Regions from separate parts of the Arabidopsis thaliana genome. Here region 2 is linked to region 1. The links are chromatin contacts, called in public capture Hi-C maps. All regions are on one chromosome and are shown on one strand. The core of a region is the stretch at or near the end of the contact, and the rest is flanking DNA. Distances in the headings are between cores, read along the strand shown. Region 1 holds the start of AT4G06744 (Leucine-rich repeat (LRR) family protein). Region 2 holds the start of AT4G07950 (DNA-directed RNA polymerase, subunit M, archaeal).

Region 1 (3,521 bases), core at 259-2,758:
TGTGAGGACAGTAGTACTTCTTAGGTTTTACAAAGAACTCCGCACATTCTTGCATCGATCTTTGTCCTGGGAAGAAAGGAATGCAATTGTTACCAACGTCAAGAACACCTTTTTCAAGTAAACCCCTACACCAAGGCCCTACGTGCGTGAAATAGTTATCCGACAACGACAAGTTGACAAGATTGTCCCGGAGCAGCATGCATACTGCCTCCGGGACGGCACCAAACAATAGATTCCCAGCAAAGTTGAGCTGCTCTACTTTCTCTAAACACATTAGGGAAAGCGGCAAAGGACCCGTGAGCTTGTTTCCACCGATATCGATCACTGATGCTCCGGTGAGGAACCCGATCTCGTGAGGGATACAACCCGTAAAATCGTTATTGAGGAAGAGTACTTCGGTTAAAGTTGACATTGATCTTAAGATGCTTCTTGGGAGAGGACCGTTGAACTTGTTGTTTGCTAAAGTCAAGAAGAGAATGTGTGTTGTACCATCACCAGGTATCTCCGGGAGGCTCGCAGTGAAGCCGTTGTCATTGATGAAGAGAACTTCGAGGTTCTGACCGAGGATTTGTGGTGGGATTGAACCAGAGAAAGAGTTGAACCGGATGTCAATAAACGTCAAACCGGACATTCCAACAACAGCTGTCGGAAACTGACCGGTGAATCTATTGTTGCTGATGTCGAGTTCATAGAGATACCGGAGGTTGACTATCTTGGAAGGCACCGTACCTCCAAAATTGTTTGAGTTAACATGAAACAGAGCTAGGTCAGCGAATTGATCGATAAATCCTTCGATGGATGGAGCAGAGAGCTGAAAGCCATTGAAATCGATGGAAGCAACAGTAACTGCGGTTTTGTTGTGAGGAGGATTGTCACAGTGGAAGCCTCTATAACTGCAGATGTCTGAACCAATCCATGTCTTGGTCACGTTATAAGGGTCGAGAGTGATGAGTGACTTGAATCTCTGGATCACTGGGTACACCACTGCAAGTCTTTGGTCTAAGAAAGAGAGTATCTCTCGCCTCGCGCCGGTGAGGCCATCGTTGGTCAATTGTTGAGTTCCTCTATCTGGTAAGGCGATGGTTCCAACAAGGAAAAGAGCCAAAAGCAAATGATTCATCATCTTTGCCACTGAACAAAGCTTTGTCGGCGATACAAGAGAAGTGGTAGTTTTAGTGTTTAGTGCCTTACTATTCTTTTGTTTTGTTTTTCTCTCTTTTTAGGTGGGTAGGTTTCTTGAGAGTATCATATCACTAGCCACTAGGTTTATGAAATTCAAAACGTTATAAAAATTGAGAAATCATTGGGAAGTAAAATACAAAATGATAACTCCCACTTTATATCAAAACCTGCCCAAGATTTTACATGTCACTTTCTCAAAACAAAGTATCAAACACATCTAATTTTTATAACATCAACGAATAAATATTATGCAACGGAATTTTGACATATCCCTTATAGTGTACTTAATTGATAATCATCTAGTTATGTTCATATTATGAATAAAACCTATTACAATTTTTTCATTTACTCTCCATCTTAAGTTTCATTCTGTTTTGCTTTTATAATTTTAAATTAACTTTAATATTTCACTTCTTAAAAAAGAATCATAATATGTTAAAATATATATATATATATATATATATATATATATATATATATATGAATAAGAATAGCATATTTAAAAAATATATATATAGTCTTTAAATTTTTTGCCAATTATTTTTTCTATTTGATCTTTTTTAAGGTTAATCATTTTCTTTCACATAAACAAGTGATAAACACTAGAGATCAAACTGTATTATGTATTTTAAAATTCATTTGTTTTATATATCGTACTATGATCTTTTGGTTCAAACAGAAATTTTGGGTTTGCAAATTGCGATGATCTATGTAACCTTGGGGTGGGCGTACAGTTTTTCGGTTTGATTTCGGTTCTTTTTTTTTTTACGATTTTACAGTTTTACCAAAACTATAACAATGTAAAAACCGTATGTAATTCGGTTTGGTTACGATTTGGTTTTTACGGTTTTACGGTTTCATAAATATTGAAACCATATGTAAACAATGTGTATCTTCGTTCGGTTTGGTTCCAGTTTAGGCCCGCTTTTCTTTTGATAATTTCATATTTTTACCAAGGATAAATAAATTTGATGATGCATAAATAAAAATAAACTTAAAATAAAAATACTATATCAACCAATAAGTAAAATGTAATGGATTTTTTTCTTATATAATTATTTGTTATTTTCTAAAATTACTAAAAGGACAATAATACTAAGCCTGGTGAAATTAATTTTAATAAACAAAAAAGCAAAAAAAAACATTCGGTTTTACGTTTTTTTAACCAAACCAAACCTAAATCGAAATCTTAATAAAATTATAAATGGATTTTTATATAAAACTATAACCAAACCAAACTATTTATTTCGTTTCTATATGGTTCGGTTTTCGGTTTTTGGCTTTTTTCCCACCTGATCGAACCGACAAGAAGTTAATTGTTGGGAGATTAAACTTTGCCAAGAAAGGAATTTTAAGTGCCTCGGAGAGCATCTAAATTAACTTTGCCAACAAACATTTTTCTTTTAATAATTAAACAAGCTAAGCCCAGAATAGGCCTAAAGGCTAAAGGGATTGAACCTTTTTGAATCGTTTATTTCACAAAAGTTTTCGATAAACGGATCACATAATTAAATTTACATCACATGCCCGTTTAGGCCACCAGCTATGGGCCCATGCAAATCCAATTTGGTATCTCATGGATAAAACCCCAATCAATATGTGGAGCTGCCTTTGCTGTTCCATTAGAAGACAAGACTTTACGGTCATGAAACGAAGACAATGGTTTCACTTCTCCCTATTCTAACAAAGTCGGGAAGACAGTTTCATACAACTGTTACACATCATTGGTTATAACAAACCAAATTGTACTTAATCATCCGTTATAATCATTGGTTCTTAGCATTTGTTTCGTTATTTGTTTGTTTTTTCAGGATCCATGTTATGACATAATTACTATGCTCAAAACAAAAATTACTATATTAACTATATTATGCCTCATATGAGTCAGAGAACCTCTGTTTGACTCTGTCTCCGGGCAATCTCCAACCTATAAACTACCAAACTATAAATTACAATCCATATGCCTCCGGCAACTTATTCATGTCTAAGTTCTCAACCATCCTATTCTCTAACCGCAACTCTGCGTCGACTCTAGCTCCCACCTCAGCCGCCTTCTTCCGTATCAACGTCGGAGACATATCTCCTCCTAAGCCTTCACCGCCGTTTCCATCCTTAAAGACCTCTTCAGGGAAATTGAGTCTCGCCGAAGGACCACGTAAGTAAAACACAGCGGTATCGTAGGCCCGTGCCGCGGCAACGGCGGTTTTGTATGAACCAAGCCAGATCCGTGATCGTTTATTAGGCTCTCTTATCTCAGCCACCCACTTGCCCCACTTCCTCATCCTTATTCCTTTGTATCGCTTCTCATTAGAGCTTATGAGATTCCTCTTTGGCTTCTC
Region 2 (3,521 bases), core at 396-2,895, 730 kb after region 1:
TTAAAGTATGATTGGAACTAAAAACTGTAGAAACTGTTACTATTATTTTTACAATATATATTTAGAATTGTGAATTATTTGAAAATGAGTTTTGTGATAATATACTAACAAAATTAATTTATTATAAGTTTTAGAAAAATACAAAATAAAATAAATAGATAAATATACTCAAATCTCAGTAAATAAAAAATATATTTAATCCATATAAAGATCTGATTAGGTGTTTTGGATCAATGAACTATCACTGTGATGCAATTGATGCAAAAAAATAATGAAAACTGGATCTCTAAAAAGTGAAAATAGAAAGATGATTATTAATTAATCAAAATATTTTTGAGTTAAATTACTTATTGATAGAGAAATTGTTTTTCATTTGTCATGGAGAAAACGAAAAGAAAAAAAAAAGAAAAACAGATTTTATTTTATTATTTGTTTTATAGCCCAAAAAGTCTCACATTGTGACTTTAAAAAACTGAACCTGAATTGAATAAAATAAAGCAGTTAATTTATTTTCCATCATCCGGGAGTGTGAGAGAGTTCTCTCTCTTATCTCTCTAATATCTTTTAGAGAGAGAGCCACATCCAAGTTTCTTTTGATGTTCCACAAAATCCATTAACGTCGTCCAGTTTCTTAACGCTGGCTTTGAGTCTGACATCCACCGGCTTCTCATGCAGTAGTTGGTCAGCTTCTTTCACGGCATCATCTGGCTTTGTTAGCAGAGATGTCCGATCCGCCGTCCGTCAATGCTTTTCACAGCGTTTGTCAGCTTGCTTCTGGCATCCGTCGGCTTCTTAAGCGACGGTTGGCTGGCTTTGGGGTTTTGTTTTTATTTTCGTTTTCTCTCGATTCATTTTGCTTTAGTTTGTTTGGATTTAGTTTGCGTTTTAATCCTTTGATTTGACTGCATAATTCTCTGATCCTTCTTTGTTTAAAGAGCTTAATTCGATTTTCAAGCTAATTTTCTCAATTTTAAAAATCGGATTTGAAGTTGCGGATTGGAGTTGTCGTTGGATTGATTTTAACGTAATTGAGGCTAATTTCTTCTTACCAAAGCATGTGAATCGTTTTATCTTTCCTGTTTTTTAGGTTTAATAATGGAAGCCTTGTCAGCTTATCTTTTAAGTCGATGATCCCGGAATTCATGAACTGCGTTTATCCATGGAAGATTTCAATTTTGCAGATCTAACGGCGAAGTTTGTTTGGGATTCTCTGAATTTGGTGGTGATGTTCATCGGATATTGTTGAGCCTTGATGTATTGATGCTCGTTACGACTTTTTCCGGTGACTAAGAATTCCTTTCGGTTGCAAACTATGTCGGCTGACCGACGATGACCTAAAACTCCGACGTCTCACGTGTTATCATCATTGTCTCCTTTCGTGACACGTGTATCTGTGCTGGACATGATCGACTCTTCCTTCAACCAGTGGTTTCATGAATTGTTGGGCTTATGTTTGTAATGGGCTTCTTTTTGCCGTCTCTGATACCGGGTTTGAATAACCGGTTTGAGCGTTTGTCTCTTTGTACTTGAAGTATTGTAAGATGTTATGCTTTTAATAAAAAAAACTTTTATGTGAAAAAAAAAAAAGAATAAAATAAACCAGTTACCTCAGATTCCTTGGATACTTCAAAAATGTCGGTTTGCCTATGAATCATAGACTTTAAAAGCTTTTAAATTAAATAAAGTCCTTAAAGTGGGATTAGTAAATTTTTGGCTTTTAATTTTTGTTCCAATCAACCCCTAAGACACTCAAGAAAAGAAGAAGAAGCATAAAAAGAGGCCTAAATGCCCAGAGAATTAAACAAATGGGCCTTAATATATAAACAAACATCAATCTCTCGCCGTCAAAGGTTACATCTATCGCCGTCAAAGGTTCCATCTATCGCCGCCGCTGAGACCGCCACTTTAGGCCGTCTCGTCCGCAATCTCCGTAACCAACACCACCCGCATCGCCTGGTAAGCTCGATTTTTTAATCATTTCGATCTCATATGATGTCGATCTGTTCAATCTTGCGAATTCGATCTTTATTTTGTTCTGAGATTTAGGGTTTCACGAATTTGTGTTCTAGGTTTTCTGGCTTAATCATTTTTATTGTTAACTGTTCTGATTGGTTCTTATGCTTTTGGTTACACAAAGATCTCGACTTTTTGTTGACTCTGTATGCAAATTTGTCAAAAGTCAAAACGTTGTTACAGAAACTCTCTTTCGTGCTTGTGTTTATGTATGAACAATAGCTTCGCTATTGGGTTTGTTGATTTCACCACACTTGATTAAATATGTATATTCTATTGAAAATGTGGTCAATCTTGGCAATAAAAATTGAATTGTTGGTTTAGAATGTGGTCGTCACTCGTGAGTATAGATTGGATTAGTGGATCGAATTATTAAGTCAGTGGATTGAATTGTGGTATTATTAAATTGCTAGATTTTGGAGTTGGTTTCATTATTAAACCAAAGTCTAATGAATGTAAAGTTGAATTTATGGAAAAGTATTGGTTATTTCCGGTTAAGAATGGATTACTTGAATTATAAGTTACTTCATGACCTGCCTTGCTATTAAAGTAAAAACTGGTTGTTACACGAACACAGTAGAACAATGTATTAAAAACAGCCCTTCCCTCTCTCTGTCTCTATATATCTGTCTATATCATAGTTTTATGAATTGATTTTTGTGGGGGATGATTTTGCAGCGAATTGATCGGTGAGGTGGAAGATGGAGTTTTGTCCCACATGTGGGAATCTGTTGCGCTACGAGGGAGGTGGGAGTTCGAGATTCTTCTGTTCCACATGTCCATACGTTGCCAATATCGAAAGACGGGTTGAGATAAAGAAGAAGCAACTTCTGGTTAAGAAATCTATAGAACCTGTTGTTACTAAAGATGATATACCCACAGCTGCTGAAACAGAAGGTATTTTCAGTCTCTGGTCTTCTCTTATTCTAAATTTAGAACTGTGATTAGTTAGTTAGTCCATGCTCTGTTGATTGGTCGACTAAATTCGTAAATACTTTAAAGTTGATTGGTGGAAATCAGTTACATAATTACTCATGTTATGGAAAGGGCAAAAACAATAATGCTAAAGTGGTATTACATCATTCATGGTATGCAAGTGCAAAAACACTTGGGGAAAGAGTAGAGTAGACTTTTTGTTCAATGACTTTCTCATGTTGGGATTGTTTTGTTTTAACAGCTCCATGTCCAAGGTGTGGCCACGACAAGGCGTACTTCAAATCAATGCAGATTCGTTCAGCAGATGAGCCAGAATCAAGATTTTATAGATGCTTGAAGTGCGAGTTCACTTGGCGTGAGGAATGAACCGATGATCATCACCTTCTCTGTACCCGCTAATTTTGCAATCTTCTTTGAGTTTGTTTTACCATTACAAAGTTTGTAGTTCCTCTATGTACTCTGGTTCTTTCTGTCTCAGAGCTCAAGAGTTTCTGTATTTAAAACAATCGATAAAATTTTGGAATATTGTGCAAAGTTTTAATTTTTGAGGTGAAGAATGTAAGCAAATTGAT

The links. Capture Hi-C pulls out chosen DNA fragments and counts their contacts.
Region 2: a contact with region 1 is called in a capture Hi-C map of seedling, with 5 times the contacts expected there. A contact is called at or near these places in 2 of 3 other capture datasets (root and seedling).

Annotation. Positions count from the first base shown.
Region 1 is chr4:4,070,962-4,074,482 of TAIR10.1, forward strand. AT4G06744 (Leucine-rich repeat (LRR) family protein) reads right to left here and starts at 1,509. Exons shown (of 1, transcript NM_179008.2): 1 at 1-1,509. The coding sequence starts at 1,123. RAP2.9 reads right to left here. Exons shown (of 1, transcript NM_179009.2): 1 at 2,756-3,521. The coding sequence ends at 3,132.
Region 2 is chr4:4,796,196-4,799,716 of TAIR10.1, forward strand. It overlaps AT4G07950 (DNA-directed RNA polymerase, subunit M, archaeal), which reads left to right and starts at 1,646. Exons shown (of 3, transcript NM_116865.3): 1 at 1,646-1,956; 2 at 2,692-2,910; 3 at 3,191-3,521. The coding sequence starts at 2,715. The coding sequence ends at 3,315. AT4G05275 (a long non-coding RNA gene) reads right to left here and starts at 809. Exons shown (of 1, transcript NR_141857.1): 1 at 569-809.